Linked DNA regions of Mus musculus: all the other regions are linked to region 1. Evidence: chromatin contacts called from public Hi-C and promoter capture Hi-C data. All regions are on one chromosome and are shown on one strand. The core of a region is the stretch at or near the end of the contact, and the rest is flanking DNA. Distances in the headings are between cores, read along the strand shown. Region 1 overlaps Gm34114 (a long non-coding RNA gene). Region 2 has its middle 28 kb from the start of Lum. Region 3 holds the start of Kera (keratocan).

Region 1 (3,614 bases), core at 457-2,956:
ACTCAAGGGAACAAACATGCCTGAAGATGCCAGTTGCTGCAATAAAACAAAGGAAAATCATCTGTGGATACAAGATGAAGAAGATAGAGAGCAGGAATAGGATATATTTTCAATGAAAACAGTGAGATTACTTTTAAAATTGAATGAATTCAGTGTTGAACAAGTCTCTAAGTGAGGTACAAGGCCTTTCATTATTTTGGAGTGTAAAATTAGGTATAGCTTATAATATTAAAAGTAACAAGGGAAAATGTTGTATAAAATAAGCAAAGGACAACAACTAAAAGTTTGAAAACATGTCAAACAGACTAAGGAGAGATAATAGAGAATTTAGAAATGGACATATCAGCCATATATTCAGTTATCCAGTTTAACAGAGGCACTCATATACATATACTCATATATGTAGGTGTTGATACATATGCATGCATAGAAATGCAAACACAAACATAGAGTTACACATATATAAAGCAGCTAGACATGCATAGATGAGGTTGTGTCTGTTTTTAACTGCTTGGGTTTAATTGGACAGTCCATACTGCTGCTTATATAATTCAATACTATAGTAATCTTCCCTTCAGAGTTAGAAGTCATTCTAAAATGGTGATTTCAATAAGCTGGTCACGTGTAGTTTCTCACTGAGAATTTATGTTCATGTGTATTTATCTTGCAATAACTATTAAAGCTCTGTACATGTGCACTGGCCTACTAACATATGCATATTTGTTTCCCACAAAATTATTTTCAATATAATTCTCAAAAATTAAGAACCCAGCGGCCATATGGATATTTTTTTGCTTGGCTCATAAGCAATTCATAGAATATACAGAGACATTAAGAAAAAAATGAGTTTACATAGGTTATTCTTCCCATTTTAATATATAAACATCAATCTCTAAAGGTTCATTAAATAACAAGCACAAAATGAAACAAAGATAATCACAGTTTTTTCTTAAAAAAAAAAAAAAAATCCAGACAAAACCAAGCAAACAGAAAAAAAAAAAATAAGAAACAGAATCCTGTTTCTTGTTCAAGCTGGCCTTGAACTCACTGTGTAGCCAAGGTTGGTCTTATACTTGGAACAGTCCTTGTCATTGTACCTAATTGATCCTGATGTCTACATAGAAAAATTACAACATTGTATTGAAATAAAATAAAATAAATGGGAGGATTATAGTCTGGTGGTATCTTTTAGAGTTCTTTGAACTCTTGGCCTGCATCTCCTGACCTGACACAGGATCTCTGGAAATGTAAGACTTTTATTTTATTTTTTTTGCACCATTGCTTACAAAGACAAAGACTGGAAACTCTCTGAGTGCCAGGATTAGTGGGGCCATATTTTATCTTGGCCTGTGAAGTGTTGCCTCAAACACTCAGAGGAATAAGCACAGGAAGCTACAGGAAAACACAGCCTTATCTTAGTTTTGTACAAATATTGCCACACAACCCAATTATCTGGTTTGTACCAAAACATCGTTAATCTGTTATTCTCTGAAAGATGTACGTGCCTGGAAAAGGCTGGGTAAAGTTGGAAAAAACATTTTAAACTTGAATTTTCCCCTACTTTTATGAGTTCCTTTGTTGCAAGTCTTTGAAATGTAAAAATGTCTAAAGAAGAAAATGATTCTCTTCATGATACATCATATGCAATGCACCTTTCCTTTGCCTCTCTCCGCTCTCTCCTATGTAAGCTCCCACACTTGGCTTCCCTATGGCTACCTCCCAACACCAGTTGCTTCTTGTCTGCTTTCATTAAGGACTCTTGAAATGGGTAAGCACTGCCAGCCTCTCCTTTGGTACTTGTTCTTACATTCTGCAAGCATTAACGTTGTGCTAAGATGATTCTGCAGGCCACTTTTCAAAGGGTATTCGGGTAAATCCTCTCCACTTACACCACGTTTATCTATGAACTCACCACAGCTCCCTGTTCCCCTTTGTGTTTACATACAGATTTCATCTCGTTTCTTTATGTATTGCCAGAACCCAAAGGCACAGTTTTCTCTTCAATGCATTCCAATTTCCATAGTACTGTAGGATTTGCTGGCTCGATTTTCTAAGAGACAGCCAGCCCTTTTATTGAATTACAAAGACTGGAGATTTAACCCAAGATAAATGTTTAATATTGCTCTGGTCCTGGCAAGCATCAGACGCTTGTTGAAAGAGTAGACCTACCTCTAAGTTGAAAGCAGCTTGCTTGAACCTCCAAGTATACATTCCACTTACGAGGGCTCAGTCACTGTAGGCTCTGACTCACCTTGACAACCTTACCCTTCTTTTCACTTGAGTTCTTTCTTCCCTCTGGAAACTGGAAAAGACTACAGACTCGAAGATCATTCATTTTTCTGTCTCTCTGAACAGTGTGCTGATTTCATGTTCTTGTTCTTGACATCCAAAATATCCCGATGGGAACACAAAACTTCTCTGTATGATTCTTTATATGTGACCAAGGTAGTTTAATCTAGTAAACTTGCATCTAAAGAGTAGTTATGCAAACAAATCTGCCTCACATTGCCCTTCCATGGAGCCACTGGGGGAGAAGAAAACTTCACAACTTCCATGTCTAAACCTTCTTCTGGGCTTTCTTCCTACTTTATAATCACTCTGTTGCTTTTTCCTTTTAATGTCTATTTTTAAAATAATGTTTTTATTTATTCTTTGATAATTTCATACATGATATTTCAGATATTTCAGTCATATTCATGCCTCTTTTCCAACTTCTTCCAGATTCTCTTCTACCCCTATCCATTAAATGCCATGTCCTCCCTCTCTCTCTCTCTCTCTCTCTCTCTCTCTCTCTCTCTCTCTCTCCCATAAAGTAAAACTAAACAAATTAACAACAGTAACAACAAAAGCAAACAAACAAAAACCAAAACCATGGAAAGCAGTTTGTGCTAACTCTTCCTAAGCATGAGGCCTATGTGGTACATATACCAGATATCATTACATTGAACAAATCAACTGACTTTCTCTCTTCCAGAAACAATAACAATCAAATGTTAATACCTCCTTAGCTAGCATTAGGAGGTGGGTTTGTACCTACTTCCCCTCCTCAGTTCTGGGATTATTGTCTGTCTTGATCTTGAACACATCTCGTACACAACATAGTACCCATCTGATGAAGTTTTAGCCCTTGGTTCTTCATTTTGAATCTGTTATCTTTATTATTTTTAATAATGCATCTGTGTGTGCATATATGTATAGGCATGTGAATGTGGTGCTTACAAAGACCCAAGGCATAGAATTCCCCTGGAACTGTAGCTACAGATGGTTGTGAGCAACCAGATATGTGTTGAAAACCAAATGTGGGTCACTGTGCTTACAGAGACCGAAGGCATAGGATATTTGTGAGTCACCAGATATGTGCTGGAAACCAAATGTGGGCCCTCTGTAGAGCAGTACATGTTCTTATCCACTTAGCCATTGTTTCGTAACAAACTACTCTGTTTGACATCATCTGTCTGCTCTACTTTTAAAGATTAAAAGATTATGTGTGAATGGATGTCTGTGTGATTGTATACAACGTGTTTCTGTATGTATGCAAAGGTTACAAAAGGGAAAAAGCTTTTCACCTCTATCTGTTTAAAGGTTTTCCTTTGAATGTGGGGTTTGCCTTTCCC
Region 2 (3,774 bases), core at 397-2,896, 140 kb before region 1:
CAATTTATGCTTAAGGCTGTGAACCTGAGGATACATGAGTTGTATACACAGATGCAAAAGCCGTCCAGAATAAACTTGTGCACAAAATTTAGTCTATATGACTCCTCTGCATTGTTCTGGCAGAGGCCGGATGGTGTCTGGCAGTGGCTGTTCAAGTTTCCACCCGGCAACTTAGACTGCCTGCCCACTCTTTCTGTACTCTTGAGACCTGAGTCTGCAGGAGCCACGAAGGAGGCTCTATTTTTCTTATCATTTATGTTACAAGAGTGTGCCTTTGTGACATGTGTGGGATGGAATGCATAAATAGAAGAAGAGAAAATAAAGGAAGAGAAAGAGAAATAGGAGCCAGTGAGGACAGATCCCGGAAAAGATCAGTTTCCTTCACCAACACGTCCAGCTCTGTGGCTCCTTTCCCTGTGGAGAACAGGAGATGCTTACATTTGCTCACATAGCCACATTCATAAATATATCAATTCCCTTGTGAATCTCTCAGCCCTGATTGGCTTTTCTTACCACAGTATTATTCATTATCAATTGAGAAACAGCAATAAGAATAGTTGCATATATACAAGTCTAAACCAAACACAACCATGCAAAACGCAGAGCACTCCGTTTGTAAGTTACTCTAACACCAGAGAGTGGGTCTAACCCGACAGCAGCCTGCTGTTCTGAAGAGTTAAAAGAACCAGTTCCAGCCAGATTGTTGCAATTGAGAGTTTCATTCTTTTTATTTTTATTCGCCATTAGCTTTCCTATTCAGGTATGTTAATTCATACCTGCAATTCCAACATTTGTGAGACTGACAGAGGGAGATTGCTGTAACCTCCAGGCCAAGCTGTGTTCCACTGCGATACTGTCTAAAACAAACAAAAATGAAGTATTCCACTGTATACAAGTGAAGGAATGCAGTTGGAAGACACAGTTGTTGCCCTAGGTGAGATAAACCAGACACGGAGGGACACAAGATTCATGGTTCCGCTCATAAGTTTAATCTACAAAGCTGGTCTCACAGAAGCTGAGAAGAGAAAGGGGCTGCCAGAGCTGGGGAAAGGATGGGGAGAGACTGAGCATCTCTTGATGCTTCAAGAGATGAAAATAGAAAGCTCTGGTATGTTCTTAAAAGCATGCTGATCTCAGACACTGATAATGAATGGAATCTTAAAAAAATAAAACTGGAATATTGTGATGTCTTTGCCCATGAAGAAATGACTAATATTTGAGGAGTTAGTGATGCTTAAACTGACTTGTTCTTGTTGTTGTTGTTGCTTATTTTGTTCTTCTCAGACAGGGTCTCACTATGAAGTCAGGTGGACCAGACCTCACCATGGAAACCAGGCTGGCCTCAAGCTCACAGTTCTCCTTTTGCTCCTTCCTCCTAATGGCTAGAGTAGCGGGTATGCATCATCACATTCAACCAACTTGATTTACAAATTACACATCGTGCATGAAATGGAAGGTCACATGTCATCTCCTTGATATGCACTCTCTTGTGTTTTGATTCATCTATCACAATATAAAATGTGCAAAAACGGAAGAAATAAAATAAAAAGCACCAGAAATTCACAAAACACTGTTCACTGCATTGCCACCACTGCCGTCTGACCAAGGTCTTTGGCATGTCCAGTGAAGAAAATGTAGAAATAGATACTTGATGATGGACTATGATACTATGACTAAGGACTGGTAACAAAAATGGGATAGGTACTTTTCTTCCCCAGGCTGCCTTTGGTCATGGTGTTTTCAGTGTAAATGAAACCAAATCAGAACTATGCTTTATGTATAACATAGATACTTGTATTTGTATTAATGTTTCTAGCTGTGCATCCCAAGTAAAGGGCCCATTTCTCTTAAAAAACGAAAAAAGAAATAGACACTAACATCTGGAGAAAATGTTTGCTCTGTGGAAACCACAGCAGCCTGCAAGCTTGAGCTGACTCACAGATGCTCACGGGAGAAATCATTAATTTCCTCTTCAGAGAAACCACTGCTTTATTAGCATCCATCTTTGCAAAATAAAACTCTCACCAATGAGAGCTGCTGACTCCAGGAAGGAATAACTTTCAAAGCTATTCCTATCAATCCAGATGTTGTGAGAAGTTTTAGTTTTTAAAAACAAAAGCAGCATCCGGAAACATCTGGAGTCCTGCATTTGTTTGTCATTTCCTGATTCCAAGTGAAAGCTGTCCTTTGACTTGTAGGTGGCCTGGCATTTGTTACAGTGTTCCAGATGACTGTCCTGAAGTGGGATCAGCCACAGGAAATTTAATCTACAGTGATGATGCAATATTTTTTTTTACTTTAATTTCCTCTTAGGACCTTCTTAGATATTGTTATTTAACTTAATTTTAAAAACATTGTTGTAGCCAGATGTGGTTTTCCGTGCCTGCAATTTAAGCACTAGGAAAGCTGATGCACGAGGGTCATAAGTTCAAGATTAGCCTCTGCTACATGATGAAATTCCTGTCTGAAAAGAGAAAGGAAAAGGAAAGAAGGAAGGAAGGAAGAAAGGAAGAAAGGAAGGGGAGGGGAGGGGAGGGGAGGGGAGGGAAGGGAAGGGAAGGGAAGGGAAGGGAAGGGAAGGGAAGGGAAGGGAAGGGAAGGGAAGGGAAGGGAAGGGAAGGGAAGGGAAGGGAAGAGAGAAAAATGCAGAAGTAATATTTTGAGTTTATCTTTTAAATCAGGACATAAGACACTTTGTTTTCTTCAAATCCAGCATACTTTCTGCAACATTCTAACTCCTCACCAAACACGTGGATTCATTAAACAATTAACTAAGTTGTCAGACAGAGACTTTCTTTCCATTTTCTTTCATAAAAACATGTTCAGATTGAAAGAGTTCACCTCTCACCCCTCACCTACACACTGTATGAAAAGAGAAAGAAAAATAAATTTTTTCAAGACTTCTTTTTACTCATTCTTTTTATCAGATCAAGTGATCATATGTGTTCTTTATAAGCAAATGATTAATGTAACCTAATTGTCTAAATGTGCCTCTTAGTTTCCCATGAGATATGGCTTCAGCTATGAAATTCACACATTTTTATGGTTTTGCAGTTACACATGCTTATACAGTTAATGCCTGAACCCCACTAAGATCGCCTGCACTTTCAGGAATATGCTATTTTCTCTTTTAGTACTGTCCATTCGTGACTGTGAAACCATCATTGAGTTATCAAGCAGCCTTCAGGGAAGTTCGAGCAATGCTTTTGCTGATGTGAACTCTTGAGGGACCAGAGACTTTTACACAATCTTAAATTCGCAAGAGAAAACAACTGGATGTTAATACAAACAATGCAATCCTTAATCAGGAGGCTTCTCATTCTTGGTGTGGTCCAGCAAGGCCAGTTTGGATTATACTAACAAGATGAGAGCAAAGGCATCCAGAGGGATGCATATACTGTTTATTTATCTTAGCAACCACAGGAAGATTGCAGACAGCCAGAACCCGCCCTGTAAAATGTTCTGCGAAAGTGTACGGAGTGATGGCTCAGTTTGGATAGTGTCAAGTTGTTTCTGTACTGATAAAGAATAACCATGCTTTCTGTTTTGTCTTCTTCAGGATTTATGTCTATGGCAAAATTCCAACATCTAAGTTCTGTTTGATAGATCCACAAGTCATGAATCCATGTCCCTAAAAGTATAGATTCCAAACCAAACATTCGATTTCCAGTCCTAGCAAAAACTCTTCATTCTTTTCTGTGTCTGCCCGTGGTGACTCCATCCTTCCAGTTGCTCAGGCCAAAACACAGACTCATCTCTTTCTCATGCCCCTTC
Region 3 (3,764 bases), core at 719-3,218, 210 kb before region 1:
TCTTCAAGAAACAGGAAAAGAAGTTTCTTTAGCTGGCTCAGGGCCCCCTTCTCAATCCCGTAGTTGGTTATTTTGTTCTTGTTTAAATTGATCCATCTCAGCTGGGTGGCATTCTCAAAGGGCTTCTCTGGTATGGATTCAATCAGGTTGTTTTCCAGGTAGAGGTACCAGATCCTTGAAGGAATAGGAGGGATTTCTGTGAGACCTCTGTTCTCACAGTATAAGGCAGTAGGGAAACTGGGAGGACAGAAGCATTCTCTGGGACAATAGAAGTCGTCGTGGACATCCCAGTCCTCTGGGTCCTGTATTTCATAGGCCTGTCTCACACTCTGTGTCCACACAGTATCTGCTATGAGTAACACCCAGAGTATTAAACAGTTTGGGGTTGCCATTACAGCACCTGTGGAATAAGCAACAAGTGTTACGAATAATCCATTAGTCTTTAAACACTTGCATGCATCAAATCCGTATGCGTTGTTTCCTTACAGGAAAGCTGAGAGTATCAACTTCCCATCCAGGCATAGAAACGAAGTCACATTTATTGAGTACCCATCATAGGAAAAGCACTTTACAGACACTGAAAGAAATCCACAGCCACTGAGCAATCTGGGTTGAACTGAGTCATAGCGATGGCTGAGAAACGGAAAGCAAAGCTCAGCAACTTTAAGTGCTTTTCCATTTCAAGTTATTAATTCAAGAAACTTCACTGAAACCAGTAGTGAGTATAAAAGAACAAACCGTGAACTAACAAGCGAAGTGGAGACTTCGTTCCTCAGAGATGGGCATCTGCATGTGCTTTTATTTTTACCCTTAAATGAGCCAACATCTGGAGGATATTTTCCAGGTTCTTTGGCCCATGGACCAAAGACATGTAGAGATCAAAGGACAATTTAGAAGGTTATGGTGAAGGAAGGGTCTAGGATCTGAAGAAAAGTGTGTGACTCATCTCTGATTCTGAACTTTTCAGGTAAGTTTTCCTTTTGAGAAAGAGTTGTATAGCTTTAAGTACAGTATCAGAATCAAGATGGGCAGCCATGAAATGGAATATGAATTGTCTCACATAACCATTATCTCCTATATAATTCTTACAATCTCCTTCATTTAGACTTTCTATTTTGAACAAATGCATATATATATGCTCATGACTGTATATGACAGAAATTGCATATACTGCCAATGTATTACTTATGTTTATTCAAATATTGCATAAATAATCAGGATAAGAAAGAATAAAAAATATTTAGAACATAGGTCAGAAATTCCCCTATACTTATAGGTCCAATATAGATACTAACAAAAACTAGTTTAATACATTCTGGTGTATGATAATTTTAGAGGAGAGAAACTTTCCCCATTGAATAGCACCCCATATAACAGTCACAAAGAACTACTGTCTCGAGAAAAATATAAGTATAGTAAGTATTTTAAAGACACTATTATAACATATGTGTTACACACACATATATAAACGTTTCAATTTCCCTAATATACATTTAGCTATACCAACGAAGCGCAAATACATTTCACTGATTCATAGGGACCTGAAAATAAAATCACTTATTAATGTTGGCCTTTAATTCCTCCCATTAAAGTCCAGGTCTGCTTCTGCAAGCTGTCAGAATCCCTCTGGCTGCAGAATGCTCCTCTGGATGGCTTCCAACAAAGAAAATCTAATTTTTTTTCAAAGTAGAATCATGCATTTTTTGCATTAATTATTGAAATTGTAATCTTGAATCTTTTGAATCAGAAGTCTTAATTCCAACCCAAAAGTTGTAAAAAGTACAAAATAGTTTACCTTGCTTTCCAGGAATATACCGTTGAGTCCTGTGGCTGGTGTTAGGTTAGCTAAAATAAGTTGATGGGGGATAACAAAAAGAAAAAAAATGTTTTGACTTTATGCTATTAAATCTCCAGTCTGAAAAAAAATGAAAAGTAGGATGACTGGTCACCAAGAAGAGCTTTTGATGTATTGTTTCCACTCTGACAGGCTTCAGGATGGCTTACCTCAGCCCTCTTGGATCTTCTCCTTCCTTTCCTATTGGTCACTGCTGCTCCCAGTAATGAATTGACCCAATCTTTGCTGTCAGATTTTTAGAGTCCTTTGTAAGGTGTGTGCACTGTTGGCTCCAATTTCAACCCATCCAACAATTCCAGTACCTTGTCACCTATGAAGCTCAGCAAAGAAAAATTTTCTTTTAAGTCCACGAATGTTTTTCAATAGTCAAGGGAAGTTTTCCTCTTACTCCACAATTCCAGGGATGTTAAAATGCACTGATGTACAGATCTGATCCACCAGGCAGCAACTGAGTAGAATTTTAATTGTAACGAAAACAAAAGATTTGGAAATGTGTTTTTTTTTCTCTAAATGATCTTTTAAAACAATTAAACACAAAAGTAAAGGCCAATGTATTCTGCTCATGTGGACATATTTTATTCATCTCTGATATGAAACAGATGCTGGAATCTTTTTATTAAGGAAAACATACATTTGCAAAAAATTAAAATCCTCCCTGAGTAGCTATAGCTCATCTAAGTACTGAATTTGGTAATCACCTTTGTTCTACAGAATCAATTTTATGTCTATATTCCACACTCCTTAATAATAACTTTAAGTAACTAATAAGACAGGAGGTCTTTTACTATTATATTTTAGCACATGTTTTGCATTCAGTGACTTAAAAGGCATTCTGGTGCAGTGGCTTCATTTATTTAACATATGGGTAAGTTCTTCTATTTATCACGTTCAAGGGGAGAAAGCAGAAATTCTGTTCATGGGGAGTGGGGGGGGATGCAAATAAACCCTGTCTTGCGTGGGGCTGTGCTCTGTTGACTGTAGTCATTTTGTTTGAGAAGTGTAGGCTACCAAGTGGTAAAAGACTTTAATGACTACGCCCCAGCAACACTGTTCACAGGAGTTGTATCAAAGACAGAGGGCACTGTTGTGGAAGGGCCTTTCTAAACCTACCTTTCCCTGATCTTATGTGGGTCAATTAGAACTCAGTTGTATCATCTACACATCAACAATGGACTACTTAACAAATTTAGGTTTGAAAAAACAATAAGTAAATACAGGTACAAGGCTTTCTTTGGAATTTGTGCTATACACCTAGCTAGAAAAGACACACGTGGTAATGGCTGCAGATTAAATAAGGGATGATTCATCCAAATCTCTTCATATCCCTGCTCGTACACTCAGGACATAATTTTAATAATAAGTTAGATATTTTTTACTCTTTTTTCAAAACCAACCCTCTCTTTTCTAAATCATGTTTGGTCTTTTTGTTTGTTTGTTTTCTATTCTCCCTGTTTCTTTTTATTTTTCTAAACTCATGGGATAGAAGTGAGATGGGACGTTCGAATCTACACAGTTCCAAAGTTCCAACTTTCTTTCGGAACAAACTGACAGGTCATTTCTAAACTTATTACCCAAATATTTCTATGTATTCAGTGGGAAAAATCAGTGCATTCCACTTATGTCTCCAGTCTATTTTCCATCCACTGTTCCACTTACAATCTACTCATTGAAATGCGATTTCTAGTTCTGTCATTTCTTTACATAGTTCTAACAAAATAAGTCTTGATCTACACATGCACCAATTTACTGAAACCTTCCTGAGCCTCTTACAGGCCCCAGGACAGTACCAAACCACCTAGTTCATTCAATTTTCCTCTAATGGGATGTCACTGTCTCCAATATAGTTTCCCCATTCATTAAATCCCCTTTTATCTGCGTCTTGGGGCTGTGTTCCTTCTTTTTAACACTA

Evidence for each region. Promoter capture Hi-C pulls out the DNA fragments that hold promoters and counts their contacts. A called contact is a pair of places that touch in the nucleus more often than the background predicts.
Region 2: a Hi-C map of the N1E-115 cell line shows a contact between it and region 1, with 3 times the contacts expected there. The contact joins two enhancer-like sites. A contact is called at or near these places in 1 of 15 datasets of contacts at CTCF or cohesin (the NIH/3T3 cell line), 1 of 484 Hi-C or Micro-C datasets (the N1E-115 cell line) and 3 of 115 datasets of contacts at active chromatin or transcription factors (fibro-adipogenic progenitors, heart atrium and vascular smooth muscle cells).
Region 3: a promoter capture Hi-C map of cranial neural crest shows a contact between it and region 1. The contact joins the promoter of Kera here to the enhancer-like site in region 1. A contact is called at or near these places in 7 of 39 promoter capture datasets (the 3T3-L1 cell line, cranial neural crest, embryonic stem cells and 4 more).

The regions. Positions count from the first base shown.
Region 1 is chr10:97,395,848-97,399,461 of GRCm38.p6, reverse strand. The region is part of intron 3 of Gm34114 (a long non-coding RNA gene); the gene reads left to right. Among named protein-coding and RNA genes, the nearest start is that of Mir3966, 26 kb to the left of the region's middle. Within about 2 kb of position 1,706, at least 17 of the 459 cell types and tissues checked have an H3K27ac peak or open chromatin away from gene starts, as enhancers often do. A contact at or near this core is called in the N1E-115 cell line, where this site is marked.
Region 2 is chr10:97,535,528-97,539,301 of GRCm38.p6, reverse strand. No RefSeq gene overlaps it. Among named protein-coding and RNA genes, the nearest start is that of Lum, 28 kb to the left of the region's middle. Within about 2 kb of position 1,646, at least 21 of the 459 cell types and tissues checked have an H3K27ac peak or open chromatin away from gene starts, as enhancers often do. A contact at or near this core is called in the N1E-115 cell line, where this site is marked.
Region 3 is chr10:97,605,409-97,609,172 of GRCm38.p6, reverse strand. It overlaps Kera (keratocan), which reads right to left and starts at 1,968. Exons shown (of 3, transcript NM_008438.3): 1 at 1,796-1,968; 2 at 1-400. The coding sequence starts at 392.